2 separate regions of the Gossypium hirsutum genome follow, and region 2 is linked to region 1. A link is a contact called in public Hi-C data. All regions are on one chromosome and are shown on one strand. Each heading gives the region's core, a stretch centred on a gene start, on an enhancer-like site or on the middle of the called end of the contact. The rest is flanking DNA. Distances are from core to core; before and after follow the strand shown. Region 1 holds the start of LOC107950400 (3-hydroxyacyl-[acyl-carrier-protein] dehydratase FabZ). Region 2 holds the start of LOC121215392.

Evidence for each region. A called contact is a pair of places that touch in the nucleus more often than the background predicts.
Region 2: a Hi-C map of leaf shows a contact between it and region 1, with 4 times the contacts expected there. The contact joins the promoter of LOC121215392 here to the promoter of LOC107950400 in region 1. A contact is called at or near these places in 13 of 34 Hi-C or Micro-C datasets (callus, hypocotyl, leaf and 1 more).

What each region holds. Positions count from the first base shown.
Region 1 is chrD03:5,914,665-5,918,764 of Gossypium_hirsutum_v2.1, forward strand. It overlaps LOC107950400 (3-hydroxyacyl-[acyl-carrier-protein] dehydratase FabZ), which reads left to right and starts at 1,912. Exons shown (of 4, transcript XM_016885244.2): 1 at 1,912-2,366; 2 at 2,476-2,536; 3 at 2,622-2,766. The coding sequence starts at 2,159.
Region 2 is chrD03:6,062,516-6,066,615 of Gossypium_hirsutum_v2.1, forward strand. It overlaps LOC121215392, which reads right to left and starts at 1,696. Exons shown (of 4, transcript XM_041089848.1): 1 at 1,176-1,696; 2 at 818-1,036; 3 at 609-666. The coding sequence starts at 1,696.

The DNA.
Region 1 (4,100 bases), core at 662-3,161:
TTTTGTAAGTCTGTCTTCAAATGGCGTGCATTTTGCATTTGCATTAATCTTTTTGGGTTTGGTTGCGAAGAGAAGGGAGTCTGATCTGTTTTGGCAGTTTCAACTGTAACATGTATGTACAACGGTTTACCGTAATACACAGTACGCCATATATGTCAGCTCTACTACATATTAACATTTGAGTGGCTAAGTCCACATACTTGGTGTGTAGGGTTGGATGGGCCTTTCGAGTTCCTATGTGGTGTGCATGGTTGGATGAGCTTAATTAGCTCTTTTTGGGGTGTGATTGGGGGACAGAGAGGTGTTTGGCTGGTTAGGTGGGTTTTTATTACTTGTTACATTCATTCCACAATCTGTCTGTCTGTTTGATTGCAAGACTAACTGTTTATAAATCGAGGTGTTTGAGTACTGACACATTTGATTTGTTTGTGAAGACTATTCGTATATCAGATTGCCATTGAGATATTTTTTTTATTGTGACATTTTGGTGTTCATTTATCTATCGTTTTTGAACTCACACTGAGCTCGTGTAGCTCACCCCTCTTAGTTTATTCCTTTGCAGGTACTCTCATTTTCTGTAGCTGGACTTGACATGCCGGGGGGTCTCAGAATGACATGTTTTAAGCCGGACTAATAAAAAGGACTTTTCAGATTTTTAAATTTGTGAAATGTTTGGAACTGTAAACAGCTATAAAGACTGTGGTACAATCTAATTTTGGATTTTCGTAAGTAGTTTTGTTTTGATTTCTAGAAACTTTAGAACTTTATTTCCGAGCACATTCAACGTGACTTGAATTCTCTGTTTTAAATCCTAAAAGGGCTAAATGGTTTAGTTCGATTTTAATAACTGTGTTCGAATAGGATTTTAACAACTCGTTTTGTAAAATTGTTTCAAATCACTTTGGTGATCAATGTGACCTCCGAAATTCGGTCTAAACTCCTAGGTCGGGTTTTGGGGCGTTACATTTGAATTTAGACATAATTTTAGCTTTTTGATTAATTTTTTATCTCAACTCTTTAACTTGCGTTGTTTGTCAAATCACCTCAAAATGGATAGAAAATTTAACGTTTGTTAACTTTGCTGATGTGGCATATATGTGAATATCCATGTGGATGTCATGTCAATAATTAATTAATTTTAAAAATTAAAAAACTATAAAAAAATTTAAAATTATTAAAATTATAAAAATATTTTCTAATATTTAAAAAATTAATTAATTGCTAATGTGGTATACATGTGGATTACCATATGAATGCAATGTCAACAAAGTTAACAAATTTTAACTTTTTCATTCATTTTGAGATGAGTTGACAAACAGTACAAGTTCAAGGGTTAAAAGATGTGAAAAAAATTAAATAGAAGGCTAAAATAATTTTTTGATAAAGTTGGAGAGCCAAATAAGTCATTATGCCTTCAATTTATATAAATTATTTTTTAAAAATATCTATGTAGGTATTTTAAATTTATATAAATTGTTTTTATAATTGAGAGTAGAGATGAGGTTGTTAGAGATTGAATCTAAACTCTCGTGTCACAATACAAATGCTCTTACCACTAGACCAAAAGATTATTGGCAAATTTATATAATTTTTTACACATGAGTTCCATGTATTCATGTTATTTTCATTTTATTTTTTTTTATTTTGTGTCGCACCTTAAATCATCTTATATTTTGTAAAGTCTAGTAAATGATATGTTTAAATCGGGTGGTTCACATGCGGACTTACCAGTCAATTTAGAATATTATTTAACCAGTTAAAAAAGAAAGTTAGTGTATGTTTGATAAACTTAATAATTTTTTACTACTAAATTTGGTGTAGAAAAAGATTTTATTTTTTAATATTTTTAAGTAAAAAAAAAAAGAAGGCACCTCCCAATATATAAAAGAAAATACAAATTTGAGTATTCATAGGTCCTGTCTATGTAATTTGATGGTTATGAAATGAAAAATAATTTTGTTTGAACGATGACGATGATTACAATGGCGATGATTATAATGAATTTTATTTATTATTTTATTTGGTCCCCGACCATTGAATAAGGTACTATAAGCAAGCATAAACAACATGGCCTAACCAAAGCCTTTTACAGTTTCACTTACTTTCAAACTCGAAGTCTCCGCCACTACTACCAGCTTTCTATTCATCGCTCAACCCAATGGCACTCGCCTCCAACTCGCTCGTTTCTTTCATCCAAGGCTCATTGAGTCAACCCGGAAGGACCTCCCACTCTCTTCCTTCACCTTCTCTTTCTTTCCCCGGATCTCGTTCGCTCTCTCTGAAACTCACCCGCCGCTCCAACTCGCCCCTTCTTTGCTCTTTAGATGCAACCAACGCCACAGATAAGGACACCCCAATCGAAACAAGTAATCTCTTTTCTTTTTTCTTTTTTTTCCCCTTTTTTACTCCCAATTTTCAGTTTTTGAAATCTGTATGTTCTAAATACTGGGGTTTTTTTGCCCCTTGATTTTTCAGGGTTCCCAGCTTATCCAACTGTGATGGACATCAATCAAATAAGAGAGATATTACCACACAGGTGAACTAATTTTATTATTTTTTAAGCTTTTCTTTTGCTTGTTATTGATATATGTTTATTGGGTTCTTTTTTATTTGGCTTGTAGATTCCCATTCTTGTTAGTGGATAGAGTGATAGAATATAATCCAGGTGTATCGGCTGTTGGTATAAAGAATGTGACCATAAATGATAACTTTTTCCCTGGACATTTCCCTGAGAGGCCTATAATGCCTGGTGTTCTCATGGTTGAGGTATTTTTTTTTCTCTCTTTTTTTCTGAATTATTGGAAATTTAATCACTTTGTTTATGATTTAAATTTTGACATTTTATTGGGTATCGGCTGTTGGTATAAAGAATGTTTAATTTTTATCTGATAACTTTTTAATTATTAATCTAACAAAGGAGGTGGTAGGCTGGTCCTGCTTTGTGATTACCGAAGTTGTAATTTTTAATATCAACAGTATTAATATGGGTGAGGGTGTGTAATCAAATCTTGGGCTGAGCTATGCTCAGAAGCTGGCACTTGACTTAAAATCCGAGGCTCAAATCTCAGCTCAATTTGGATTGAATTTCAGTTTTAAGCTCCAGCTCTATTAACATTGAACTGCTTGAGCTTGTTCGATTAAGCTTATTTAATTGGTAAAAGTTGATCTCAATTCCCTTGCTTTACTTCAAGCTTGATTATTATACATTTGTTCCAAATTTACTTAACTAATCAAAGCTTCATTGATCAATTAATGTTTCTCAAAACATAATCTAGCATCTTCTCTATAATTGGATTTTTAGGAATGTGCAATGTTTCTCTCCCTTTTTCTTATATATATATATATATATATAGAGAGAGAGAGAGAGAGAGAGAGAGAGTTTCTTTTACATTATTCACTGGATAACTAATTCTGCATTCTGAATGTCAGCAAGTTTTGACCTTAAAGATGCTATTTTTGCTATGTAAATAGGTTCTTGGATTATTCAGTTTCCATAAATTAACTCATTAAGATCTCTATTAACTATGACCAAAGATATTGCTATTGCTACCTGCATCCATGAAACCGCAGATGTATAATTCTAGCCAGTTTGGTTTTTGGTCAATACTCCATAGCTCTGCACATATTAACTTTCACCTTTTTTTTTTCTTTTTTGGTCATACCTCATTTTTCAATCACATAAATAGAGTAAGGTATAGATAATCTTAGTGCTGAGGTAAAATATGGTTGTATGAAGGCTTCGTAGCAGTTTGAGACAACATAGATGTAAAACTAGGGGCTTGACTACATAGATTTGTTAGGGGATTAGCTGTGAAGTCTTTCACCCCTGAGGCGCTATTGGCAGCTGACATTAACTTGTGTGGAATATGTTAGCATTAATAAGTGCTATCAATATATTTTGATTCTTTTCTTATTCAATGCATTTTTTTCTTGTTGAAAATCAAGCTTAATTGAGCTCATTGCACATGTTTTGAAAATTGTGGCTGGATTTTATGCCATTTGAGATCCTTGTTTCTTCATGTAATGTCTCGCTCTTTGGCTACTATGTACTTTTATGCATTTACATCCTTTGATATACTGTGTTATTATTTTTTCAACTT
Region 2 (4,100 bases), core at 446-2,945, 150 kb after region 1:
AAGACGTCATCCCTGCTTCGCTAATAATGCAACGTTAAATTTAGCAAAATCACGAAAACCGAGACCACCATCTTCTTTTAATAGAAATAAATCCTTCCAAGCGCACCAGTGGATAGCTTTTTTATTAAGTCTCTTGCCACCAGAAGTTGGCTATTATTCTATCCAAATCTGTACAGAGCGTCTTAGGGAGTAGGAAACAAGCCATCGAGTATGTTGGGATAGCTTGTAGAACTGCCTTGATAAACACTTCCTTTCCTCCTTGTGAGAGATATCTAATAAAGTGTTGATTTTTTCTTGAGTCTATCTTTCAAGTTTTGAAAAGATAATCTCTTTCTTTTCCCCACCATACTAGGAAGTCCTAGATATTGCTCAAAATCATTAGCTCTTCTAACTCCAAGGATCTGTGAAACAACACTCCTTTCACTCTCTTTTGTATTAGTACTGAAGAAAAAAGTCGATTTTTCAAAATTCACACGGGGCCCAGAACTTGTCTCGTATTCTTGCAGTATCTGTTTTAATGAATGTGCTCCCCTATCTGTAGCTTCAGCAAATAAAATACAATCATTTGCAAATAATAAATGGGAGATAGTCGGCCATCTTCGACTTACTTTAACACCTTTCAAAACATTTTCCTCTTGTGCTAACCTCATTAGACTTGAGAGTCCTCTACAAATAAGGAATAAAAATGAACTTAGAGGATCCCCTTGCCTAAGACCTCTCGATGGGAGAAACGTTTGACCGATATTTCCATTGAAACTCAGAGTAAGAGACTGAAGAGACACAAGTCAGTACTAAATCAATCCATCATGGGTCAAACCCCATTTTTTCCATTACTCCTCTAACAAACTCCCATTCAACCCTATCATATGCCTTACTCATGTCCAGTTTAAGAGCCATGAATCCTTTTTTCCCCAATCTCTTCAGTTTCAAAGTGTGCAGAATTTCATAAGCAAGTAACACATTATCAGAAATCAGCCTTCCTGGAACAAAAGCACTCTGAGCTAAATCAATACATTTATGAATTAACCCTCGTAGCCTATTCGCAATGACTTTAGCAATCAGTTTGTAAATCACATTACATAAACTAATAGGTCTAAAATGGGTAACGCTCGAGGGATTTTGGATTTTTGGGATGAGCACAATATTTGTTTTATTAATTGATTGGAACTCTATACCTTCGTTTAATCTTTGGAGACAAAAAATTGGAGATGTCATCCCCAACAATTGACCAACACTTTTGATAGAATAAGGCTAGGAAACCATCCTCTCCCGGTGTTTTTGCAGGCCCCATTCCTGAAAGAGCTTCCCGAATTTCATCTTTTGTGAACCTTGCATTAAGTTTAATGTTATCTTCCTCAGAAATACACCTTCTAATACCTGTCAAGATATTCTCAAAGTTATGTTGCCCTCCTGTTGAAAACAATCGTAAAAAGTACGATCTGGCAATTTCCTCCATATTCTTCCATTCTTCAGTTGCCCTGCCATCTTCACCCTGCAACTTGTGGATTCTGTTTTGCCTCCTTCGTTGCGATGCTTGTTTATGAAAGAAACTTGTATTTCTGTCTCCCATTTTTAACCAATTAATTCTAGCCCTCTGCTCCCAATAGCTTTCATCCTTTTCAATTTCTAAGTTCAGATGGATTTTTGTGTCAATAATCTCTGCCAAGTTCTCACTTCTATCTGCATCAAGCAACATTTCTAATTTTGACAATAAGACCTCGTTTGTCATCCTTTTATTCTGTTGGAACTGGACACTCGACCTTTGTAACCCTCGTTTTAAATTTTCCAGCTTCTGCATAAGGTCTCCTGTTGAGTTTTCTCAAATACTTTTAGTCTCATCCAAGAAAGTATCTTCCAAAATCCACCATGCTTCAAACCTGAACCTCTGATATGCTATCCTTCTAACTCTCTGATCCGTATCAATGAGAAGTGGACAATGGTCTGAGAAAGAATGAGGGAGGTGTTGAATAAGAAAATTTGGAAATAAATCACTCTATCATTCTATTGCCACTCTTCTGTCTAATCTTTCTTGGATATTAGATTCTGGCAAATTTCCCTTCTCCCACGTAAACCTCCTACCTGAATAACCCAAATCCACTAAACAACAGTCTTCCAAGGCCTTCTGAAATGCTTCCATTCTTTTTTCTTCTCTAGGTAGACCACCTTTCTTCTCGAAATTATATAAGATTTCATTAAAATCCCCACAAACCAGCCATGGGTCATCTCCTTGGTTTCTTAATTGTCGCAACAAGTTCCATGATTCCTCCCTATCATATGAATAAGGGAACCATAAAAACCTGTAAATATCCACTTTTCTCCATCTCATTCTTCCTCAATGATCACAGCAATATGTCTATTTGAAAAACTCTGTAGTGCAATACTAGCGTTCTTTCTCCATGCTGAACAAAGTCCTCCTCTAGATCCAATTGAATCCACATCAATTCCAAAGTGAAATCCACAACTTCTTCGAATTTTTTTCATTCTTTTTTGTTTATTTTTGTCTCCATTAAGAAGATCACTAGGGGATAGTGTTTCTTCAGCGAGTGTCGAAGTCGATGAACTGTTCCAGGATTCCCCAAACCTCAGACATTTCAACTTAGTATTTTCATTGCGATCGGTCGGCTTGCCTCTTGACAGCCGCCGATAATAAATGATTGAATCCTTGTACTTTCCTATCTCTCCCTTCCATCTCCCTACTATTCTCAATATCCTTTCTCCCTCTCTTTTTTCCCTCTTCTCCAATAATCATCTCATTCTCCAACTCCTGTTCTATAGCCATTTGACTATAATCATTTAAAGGTCTAACCCTTTCTATTTGTGAGGAGAACCCATTACCTTCTAGATTAAAACCTAAGATAGGATCAACACTTCCCGTAAAAGTTCCTACGTTTCCCCTTTCATTATTTCCTCCACTCATTCCTCCCCCAGAACCTCCTTCCTCCCGTAACCATACACTCCTCATTGCTTGGGCTCTTCTTGATTGTGCACGCAGAGATAAATCCCATCCCATCACATCAACTTCAACCCTTGCCTCCATTTTTTCCTCACAAAAGGAGTCACTATGTCCAAGACGGCCACAGTAGAAACAAAAAAGAGTCAATCTTTCGTACTTAAATCTAACATAAGAGCACTTGTTTTTAAACATAACCTGCTTTTTCCTTTTGAGAGGGTGCCGAACGTCAACTTGAACTGTTATCCTCATGAAATTCATATTTTCTTTCCCCAAACTAGATCCATCGTATTCTTGAAAAATTCCAATAAAATTCCCTAACTGCATCGCTAATTTATTAGAATAAAACCCTATAGGCACATCATGTATTTGAACCCAAGAAGGTGATGAGGTTAGAGGAACTTTTAGTGGATCTTCCCCCTTGTAACTTGTGTAAAATTAGTAGATGATTAATGAATGCCCAAGGAGCCCCTTTAATAACTCTTTCCATGTCAATAACATGGAAAAACTTAAACGAGTACCTTTTTTCCCAGATCTCTAATTTGAACACCCTTGACCGGATGCCAAAGATTAGCCATTGTGCTTTTCATTGCTGGATAATGGATGATACTGGCTGTAAGAAAACAACCAACCAAACTAAGAGATTCTTCATTATTAATTAAATCTGAGTCACCTTGTGCTTGCAGGATCTCTTTTTCTTCTTCATCAAGAGATAAACCCGCAAATTCTGATTCCATGGATGTTGTACCCGAAGCCTCCGTTAAAGACATCACTTCAAATAAATGGAGATGAGCGCCGCCAAAAGAAAACCAGAAGAAAAAACTTGCCAGAGAGGCAGACAGAGACGTGCTAGGGTAGCAGACTTTTTTAATTATTAAACTCATTCAAAAACCTAGTAAATTTATATCTATATATATAGTTTCAATTAAAATTATTTATACCAACAAATGTTGGGTATATTGTACTTTCAAAGAGAGATGCAAATTTAAACATTTAAAAAATTAACATTATTAGGAGAAGAAACTACAAACCCTGAAAAATAATATAAAGAAAAATTACTACAAATACTAAATTAAATAATTAAATAGATATCACACACCTAATTTTTAAAAGGTAAACTCGAACCAAAACGAGTGTTTACCAACACAAA